2 separate regions of the Zea mays genome follow, and region 2 is linked to region 1. A link is a contact called in public Hi-C data. All regions are on one chromosome and are shown on one strand. Each heading gives the region's core, a stretch centred on a gene start, on an enhancer-like site or on the middle of the called end of the contact. The rest is flanking DNA. Distances are from core to core; before and after follow the strand shown.

Region 1 (4,620 bases), core at 1,231-3,730:
GAACAGCGGGGAAGTGATATCGAAATTCTATCTCAGAACGAAGTAGAGCATGGAAACTAACCCCATCTACGCAACCGCGGGTGGAATTAGGACTTATCCTCACCTATTAGAAGGTATGAACGTAGTGTACATGCATTACATGTTTATATTAAACTATACTCGGTTATATATGTTAGAGGATGGAGGACCATGAGTGGATGTACACGAGCCGTGTAGGAAGGAATGATGTCACCCCTGAATGGATTAGGAAGACAAATGCTTTTATGGAACGGGCATTTGACGAAGCTGCTAAAGGAGCGAGTCTAGTCCCATGTCCATACAGCAAATGTGCTAACAAGAAAAGAAAAACAAACAAGGCTATGCTAGAATATATTTGGAAGAATGGATTTACACTAGACTATACTCGGTGGATCTTCTGTGAAGCGCATCGTACGAGAGAGGAGGTGGTGAGACAACGAGTCGAGGATTACGATGTTGATGTTGGGGTAGCAGACATGTTGAACAACTATCACGAGGCACACTTCATTGAAGGACGTAAGGAGGACGAGCCAGAGACGACCGCAAAGGCATTCTACGACATGTTTGTTGCGACACGGAAACCCCTTCATGACAAGACAAAGGTTTCTCAACTGGATGCCATTGGACGTATAATGACGTTCAAGTTGTAGTATAACATGAGTCGAGACGTCTTCGATGGTTTGTTGACAGTTATCTGCAGCCTGCTTCCGGAGGATCACGTTCTGCCAAAGAGCATGTACGAGGCACATAAACTCCTTCGTGCACTCAAGATGACGTATGAGTAGATACATGCCTGTCCGAAGGGTTGCATCCTATTTAGGAAAGAATATTTGGAGGCAAAGTACTGCCAAAAGTGTAAATCATCTAGGTTCATAGAGGTAGACTCTGATGACGGACAAAAGAGGTAGCTCGACATCCCATTGACAATCCTATGCCACCTTTTGTTCATACCGAGCATCCAACGTCTATACATGACCGAGGAATCTGCGAAACAGAAGGAATGACACAAAAATGGCAAACGATACAATCCTTCCAAGATGCTGCACGTATCCGATGGTGAAGCATGAACTCACTTTGATGCCATTCACCATGATAAAGCTAAATAGGCTCATAATGTACGTGTTGCGATGACCACATATGGATTCAATCCCTATGGAATGACCACTACCCCATACACATGTTGGCCCGTGTTCGTCGTCCCCATCAATCTCCTCCCCAGCGTATGCTTTCAAAGACAACATATTCGTGTCGTTGATAATTTCTAGACACCCGAGGAATAAATTGGGTGTGTACATGGGGCCTTTGATTGATGAATTGACCCATGCTTGGGAGGAAGGGGTATGGACTTATGACCGAGCTATGAAGACAAACTTCAAAATGCATGTTTGGTACCAGTACTCCATGCATAACTTACAAGCATATGAGCTATTCTGCGCCTGGTGTGTTCACGGTAAGTTCTCATGCCCAGTTTGCATGGAAGCTCTTAGGTTCAATTGGTTGAAGACGGATGGCAAATATTCGTCATTTGATAAACATTGACAATTTCTCCCTCCTAACCATGCATTCCGACTAGACATCAAGAACTTTACCGAGTGTTACACTCGGCAAAGAGGTACTTTGTCGAGTAGCATGACCATAGCACTCGACAAAGAAGGCACACCTGGGAACCGGTAAAGCTTATTTGCCGAGAACTGTGGCCCAGGCCCTCGGCAAAGAAGATCCCTTTGTCAAGTGTCTCCAAGTGCACTAGTCAAAGGGACTGGCAAGGGTCCACTGTAGCATTCTATGCCGAGAGCCCTTCCATCAGGCACTCGGCAAAGAAGCCCCCTTCGTCGAGTGCCTCCCGGAGCTCTCAGCGAAGGGTTTAGCAAAAGGGGGCCACTGGAGCATTCTTTGTCGAGTGCCAGTATATCAGGCACTCGGCAAAGAAGGCTTCTTTGGCAAGTGTCTGGGAGGACACTCGACAAAGGCTCTGTCACCGTCACTTGGCGCCGTAACGACGACTTTTCTTTGCCGAGTACCAGACGACACTCGACAAAGTCTCTTCCAGAGTGTCCGACAAAAAGTACTCGGCAAAGAAGCCGTTGCCGATGTATAGTTCACTGAGATTTTTGTGCCGAGAGTCATTCGGCAGAGACTTTGCCGAGTGTTTTCTGGGAGCATTCGGCAAAGAAGCTGTGTCCAATAGTAACGGTTATAAGTTCAAATAGATCAAGTTTCTAAATAGTTTTTAGAATTAATTTAATAATACTTATCTCGTATTACAAATATTAGTGCTTTCAATATAATCGTAATCCATCTCTAAACTCTTTAACTTTATAAAAAGGTATGCTTGATTTTTTTTTGACGGAGGCAGTATCTTTAAAGAAAAGGCTACGAATGTACTGGGGAAGATATTGTACGTGTTGATTGACCGCGGATAATGCCACGTATACGACGGCTTTTGACTTTTGGGTCTGCGTGAGGACTGAGGAGCCGGCCGTGCCACACCCACACCCAGACGACTAGTACTAGTATACTGCCACTTGACACTTGTAAAGAGGCAACGGACAGCATATATGCTTTTGGGCTTTTTTTTCTTCTTTTAAAAAGAATTAATTTGAACTCATAAACATGAAACTAAGCAAAGACATGGATGGACCTAGCTAGATGCAAAGTGCATAGACGTAATATATACTTGCGTACGCTGTAAGCAAATTTAAAGTGGGCTGAAACGTGTTGTTGACCGATATGTGCGTCGATCTGCGCAACACACGTTGCTATCTGTTGCTGCATGGGTACTAACTATCCTTTATTAATTTCTCTATTAATACTACAGTCACCACGGTGAGAGCATCTACAGTAGTTATATAAACATGTTTCTAAATCTTAGTTTAAGAAGTTATTAGAAAAAACTCATCTCCAATGTATTGTAAATGTTGTTGCTAAATTTATGAAGTTGCTACATTTTTCTTCCTTCATTGCTACATGTGGCAAACCCAAAGGAACTCCCCGAAGCTCATTCCACATGAAATCGAAGCCTACTTTCTTTTCTATTTCGCGCGTTATTTCTTCCCCACGCTTTCCACGTTTCCAATGGTGGCCATACTACTTTTATATTATTTAGTTTCATGGAGTACACTTATATATGAATAACATGTGGATTTTTAGTTGCATGTTCTGCTCCTATATACTGTTTCCAAATCAGATTCATGTGTAGCTGTGGCTAAAATTCAGATAGAATTGTATGTGTTTTCAGTTCATATAGAACTCTTGAATTCTAGGTATGTGCAATCCGATCGTAGCCGCCCTGCTGCACAATCTGATCGCAGTTGAAATAATTCATGGGGCATTGATTTCTTTTATGAAACACATGTGGACTAGCAACTAGTACTTGGTGACAATTAAACTACCACATGCCGCGAGTAGTACTGCCTGAATATCTGACGAAGGAGCAAAACCAATGAGCCAAGACCTTGCACACAGGTGAAGCTGATCGTGATTTGATCTATGTGCTTGCCTGGATCAAGACAAACTAGGCCCATTTAAAAAAAAGCCCTTTCAATTAAGTTGAGTTGGCATTATTTAAAAAATTTAGCAACTAGAAATAGAGAACTATTGAAGAACATGAAATTTATACTCTCTATTATTATTTAGCAATTCCCTACATCGTCTTTTAGGGAGTTTTATTTTACAAAATTACTGGAGATGCTCTGAGAGGGTCAGGTCGACAACGACGACGAGGAATTGACGAGAGTGATGGGAAGGGGGCGGCGGGGCCGTGGGAAGGAGGTGGGTGCGGCGAGGTCACGGGGAGAGGAAGAGGGAGGGATGAAGATGGTATAAATAGTATTGTCAATTGGATTTAAGTGCGTAAGAGAGAGAGGATGTTATCCATCGATCTGAACCGTTGTTTTTATGGTGTGTTAATTTTGGGTGTAATTTGTTTGGTGGATTTAGTGTAGGTTATAGATGTGAGGGTGATTTGGTTGAGTGAGTTTTATAAAATTTAAACTAGTGGATTATATAGTGGTATAAATAATTCACAACGTGCACTATTTTTGTCTCGTGGTCGTCTTGCCCAACTTCTGCTTACGTACAACACTAGTCACTACTGGAATCGTGTTCTTTGCCGAGTGTTTAAAGGTCATTTTACACTCGGCAAAGCCTTTGCCGAGTGTTACACTCGGCAAAGATTTTATCGGCAAAGGTTTATTTGCCGAATACTTTTTTTGGACACTCGGCGAAGAGCACTCGGCAAATTAAGAATCGAAAAAAATCCAAAAAAATAGCAAATTTTTTTTTAAATTATAGGAACAACTCTCCAACCACTATCATTTTCACTATTATTTTGAATTAAATCAAATTTACATGTTTTGTGAATGATGAGATTCGAACTCTCTCTCGCGCATACCCTACTCTACCACTACACTACTACATCATTTATGTCAAGATTAAGTTTCCATTCCTCATGTACTATAACAAACCGAGAGTAATTTGATTATTTAAGTTACTAAATGAATTCATATGAAAATATGACCAACTATAAAGTTGCATAACTTTTCGAGATCTACAAGTTCTATTTTGATAGTTTGTACATCCGAGGCCGTTTACAAAATTTGA
Region 2 (4,878 bases), core at 849-3,348, 460 kb after region 1:
ACGTTCACTGGCTTCATCTAGGATAATTGAAGTATCTTCTCCTGGAAGTCATCTGACATACCGGGAGTCTCGAGGGAGTTGGTCGAGCATACACTCAATATATTGCAAAACCCATCAAGCAAGAAGCAATGTCGATTCTCTTAGAGATGTGATTAAAAAAGAGATAACTTGGTTGCTTGATGCGAGATTTATTAATGAATTTCTCCACCTCGAGTGGGTGGTCAATCCTATGCTTGTGCAAAAGAAAAATAGGCAATTAATGGAGGATGTGTGTCAACTACATTGACCTCACTAAGGCATGCCCAAAGGATATATTTTCTCTACCATGCATCCATCAAATTGTAGATTCTACCTCCGGATACAATCTACTTTCTTTCTTAGACAATTACTTTTGGATAGCTTGCTTTTACTTTGCATTCAGTCTGTTGGACTAGCCTACTATTTTTTAAAGTCTATTTTAGAGAATACCTAAATTGGTAAATTTGGCTAAACTTTTTTGGCTAACTTTTTGGAGTTGCTCTTAGCTTTATGCTACAATGGGTCTGTTTGGTTCAGCTTTTTTCTGACCAGCTTCTCTGAGAATATGGCTGTGGGGAGAATCTGACTGTGTAGAGAATCTAAGTATCATTAGGATTATATGCGGAGGAAGATAAATGTGTCCATATGACTCAGGATTTAGAAAGTGACGGATTCCTACTATTGCAATGACTCAACCGATTATGTGTTTATGTTGATTTTAAATGGTTTTTACCCAAACGAATTTTATAGAAGCTGACTGAAAAGCTAAGCGTTTGGCAGTCCGCAACAGCTTTTGGTGGCCAGAAGCTCCAAAAAGCTGAAACAAACGGGGGCAATGTTCTCTCGTTGATGGTAGGTGCTTGTCATAAAGATGATCAACGAACAAATATAGGAAAGAGACTAGATTTGTGATAATGCGTGTTATTGCTTATGAGATATATATAGAAGGACAAGCACCACAACATGTGTCTCTTAGATGGCGAGTTTTCCCGTGTTAGTTATGCCACTTTTCCTATTTATATTTCAGGTACCGGTTTTTAGATGATTTCAGGTAACATACCTATACAACCAATTGGTATAAATAAATTTGTTGTTTCTATAATTTGTAATTTGTGTCTTTATCATAACAAATCATTTTTTTGTTTTTATCAGACTATAGAAATCATTCTATCGTCTAATGGATTTTTTTATTCTGGAACACGAAAATTGTAGATTATGCCTACATAAATCACAACGAACCAAATCTATAATTTTAGTATAAAATATACGCAATAGCCATCGCCTGAAAAAATTAAAATTAGAACATGGATTTTAGCAAATCCTTAGTTATGACATTAGGACGAGGATAGAGGAGGTTTGCATCATTTTTTTGGCAATCTTCGATGAAATATATGATTATTAATGCACATATGATTAGATGACACGAATATTTTTTCTTCTCTAGATCCAGCCCTTATTCGAAAACCAATGCAGTCAACCATATATATGTTGCTTGCTACGTTTAAAATCAGATGGAGAAAAGGTGCACACAAGTTGCTTCGAAACAGAGGCAATGTTAAGTAGTAGAGCTGTGATCTATAATTATCATCTATTCAAGTTAGGCACTCCAAAGTATGGCGAAAAAAACACGTTAGTAGTTTCTATTAACATCCGCGTGATCTTTACAAGGAGAAGTCAGTAGCCTTGCGCCCTTGCCTTACGCAAGAGGCAAGCAAACAAGGAGCATTCATATACCATGTCATCCGCCCACCAAAGTGGCAAGGTGAAAAGGATGGGAAAAAGAGGGGAAAAAACAGAAGGAAAAAAAAAGAGCACAGGTTTATCATGCATGCTTGAGATGGATCAGTCACTCCAGCAGAGGAGCATGACGACGCATCGGCGGATGATGTAGAGCCGAGCCTTCTGCTCCCTTAGCACCCTCTGCAGCTTCCCCCTCTGCTGCTGCTTCTTCTCCTGCTGCTGCGCCATGGCTGCTGCGGATGATCAGGGGCAGGGACCGGATGTGGTTGCCCAGAAGGTTCAGGTGCTCATATCAGCAGTAGTGGTGCAGTGCTCGGTGCTCTCCTTTCTAGCTAGGTGATGGGGACCGGAGGAGAGATGCATCTCTTGTTTATATAGACAAGGGGCCGGCCGGCAGGATCTTGATGCCACCGCACCCACCGCTCACATGCAGTCAACACTCATGTGTGCCTTTGATAGGGATGAAACTAGACCAAGTACAGACGGACATCAGTGACCCTGCATTCTGTTTTTTTTTTCTCTCTCGATACATTCTGATATTAAAATTTTAAATTCAGATACGGACTTTCCATATATGATTTTGACACTTTATTGACGGGTGAATCAATAATAAAAAAAAAGTATCCGTCCCATGCATTTTACCCCTAGACTTGGACGTACGCGCGCGACAGCTTGTGATGCTCCTCCCATTTTTTTCTATTGCTTATTATAATAATAAATTGTTTAATTAGGGGGGGCAGCAGATAGGATGCATGCTTACCTGCATCGCAACATGATGATGGATGGATGGATATCAAATGGAATGGACCCTTGATGGGTGCTGAGGAGCAAGCAGCTCGCCATGATTAGAGGACCGTGCGCCGCGCCGCGCGCCTGCCTGACAGGATCAAGAGTTGGCCATCCATGCCTGCCTGCAAGCAAATAAGGTTGGTTCACAGGTTGCTTAATTAATTTATACAATGGCAGCGACGCGACGGCTGCTTATATATGAGATGGCCCTCAAGCAGTCAAGAGGTTACCTGAACGAAAAGCTGCCGCTAGCTATTAGCTAGGGTTGCTCACAGGGACGCACAGTTAGCCCTTCCCACCGCCAAACGGACAAGGACACTCACTGACAGTCTGTGTGTAGTAGAATAGGAGTACGCTAAGCTAGCTAGGAAGAGATGTGGAAAACAACAGGGGAACGCATGCATGCATGGACTCGACAACGGAATTTGTTTTTGCTCCTTGCCTGCGGATATGTCATGTGCATTGCTTGAATGCTTGTATACTGGTTACAACAACCCTATTCAGATCCATACTTGGACGTCCCTAGTGCGCACAGATATATAGGAAACATACATGCATTTCTATATTTCCCGTGTGCGGAAAACAATAGGACGCAGAATTCCATGGGAGGAGATAAAGTTTTTCATCGATATATTCTTGGCAATGCATATGCATATCCTCCTCGTTTCGATTCCATACCAAACAACCAAAATTTCCACTTAGCGCTAGACAAAATTTCCACCAGCAGGCAACCACCAATCAGGAGTGCAGAACTACCAGGCGTCAGCGAATCCTTAACATTCGATGGAAGAATCAATTACTAGTACATGTTGATTTTAACTCCTACGTGTACAGGCAAATCATGCAGTAAGACAAGTCTGCATACCTGTTAGTATACCAGTAATACAGATCAGAGAATTACTGTTATATGTTTTCTTTCCCTTCCGCAAAAATATACCACGTTCTGGGTTGCACAGTCTGCGCATGCGCAGAGGGTCTTCTTGCTCACGAAGAACCCTAGAACTCCCCCAAGGGACCCCGTCACGGAGGAGACTTCTAGGGGGTGCCCCTGGATCAGCAGGCCACCCGAAACTTCCCTATATATGATGTAGAGTAAAAGAGGGATGAAGATTTGAGGTTTGGGAAAGGCTAAACTAGGTCTAATTTCACTACACCACGGTTGAGTTTTAGAAACCCTTATTAAGCACCAATTGTTGGTCGCTAAAAGTTGGAGACTGTTGATCGGTCGCTAAAGACGTTTGTAGCAAAAGTCTGTTGGTTACCAAAACTATACAACTTTGACGACTGACAGTTGGTCTCTATAAAGGCATGTGGGGATCCAACCGTTGGTCGCTAAAAAAATTTTGGACCCTAAGATAAAATTTAGGTTGGTCCACCTCTCATCGCACACCATCTCCCCCATCTCTATACTCTACCACCGCCGCCTCGAGCCCTCGATCTCGTCCTTGTTATATTGTCCTTTGAAAGGGAAATGGCCTTTACCATTATCTCTAAATAGATTTTAGTGCTTGATGACCATCATAACTTTATGGACTAACTAGTTTGTCTAGTTGATTGTTTCACAGGTTCATAAGTCTATCCATCTTAATTTTAAGTCGAATGTCCGGAATAATGTAAATTATTCCGGACAGGAGAGCTTTTTGGAGAAATCACCTATGCGCGGACCATCCATGACACCTCGATGCATCCCGAAGAGGAACTTTGTAGAAAGCCACATTTTTACTACAGATTGTCTGAAGGAGAGAAGAGCACCGTTAGGGACCAAGCGCAGACCGTCTGGCCTCTAGACGCGGACCGTTCGGGCCCTTCCGGCGGACCGTCCACGACACCACGATGCATCCCGAAGAGGAACTTTGTTGAAAGCCACATTTCTACTACAGATTGTCTGAAGGAGAGAAGAGCACCGTCAGAGACCAAGTGCGGACCATCTGGCCTCTAGGTGTGGACTGTCCGGGCCCTTCCGGCGGACCGTTCACGACACCTCGATGCATCTCGGAGAGGAACTTTGTTGAAAGCCACATTTCTACTACAGATTGTCTGAAGGAGAGAAGATCACCGTTAGGGACCAAGCGCGGATCGTCTGGCCTCGAGGCGCGGACCGTCCGCCCTTTGAAAACTAGAAAAACTCGAAGATGCTAGATTTAGTAAGATTCATTTTTAGCGTCCTCGCGGACCGTCTAGGGTGCACGACCGGACCATCCGCGATTGATCTATTTGACATCTGACGATGCATTTAATACTCTTATAGCCGTTGATAAAGCCATTATTGCTGACCTTTACGATTTCAACAGTTGATGTGTAGGGCCAGATCGTCCGGGCCAGGAGGGCGAA

Evidence for each region. Hi-C and Micro-C count contacts between places; a contact is called where the count stands out from the background.
Region 2: a Hi-C map of bundle sheath shows a contact between it and region 1, with 2.3 times the contacts expected there. The contact joins the promoter of LOC100502539 here to the enhancer-like site in region 1. A contact is called at or near these places in 3 of 25 Hi-C or Micro-C datasets (bundle sheath, ear and leaf).

The regions. Positions count from the first base shown.
Region 1 is chr7:88,009,786-88,014,405 of Zm-B73-REFERENCE-NAM-5.0, forward strand. No RefSeq gene overlaps it. Among protein-coding and RNA genes, the nearest start is that of LOC109940943, 17 kb to the left of the region's middle. Within about 2 kb of position 2,481, at least 8 of the 20 cell types and tissues checked have an H3K27ac peak or open chromatin away from gene starts, as enhancers often do. A contact at or near this core is called in bundle sheath, ear and leaf, where this site is marked.
Region 2 is chr7:88,465,542-88,470,419 of Zm-B73-REFERENCE-NAM-5.0, forward strand. LOC100502539 reads right to left here and starts at 2,099. Exons shown (of 1, transcript NM_001364989.1): 1 at 1,762-2,099. The coding sequence starts at 1,986. The coding sequence ends at 1,861.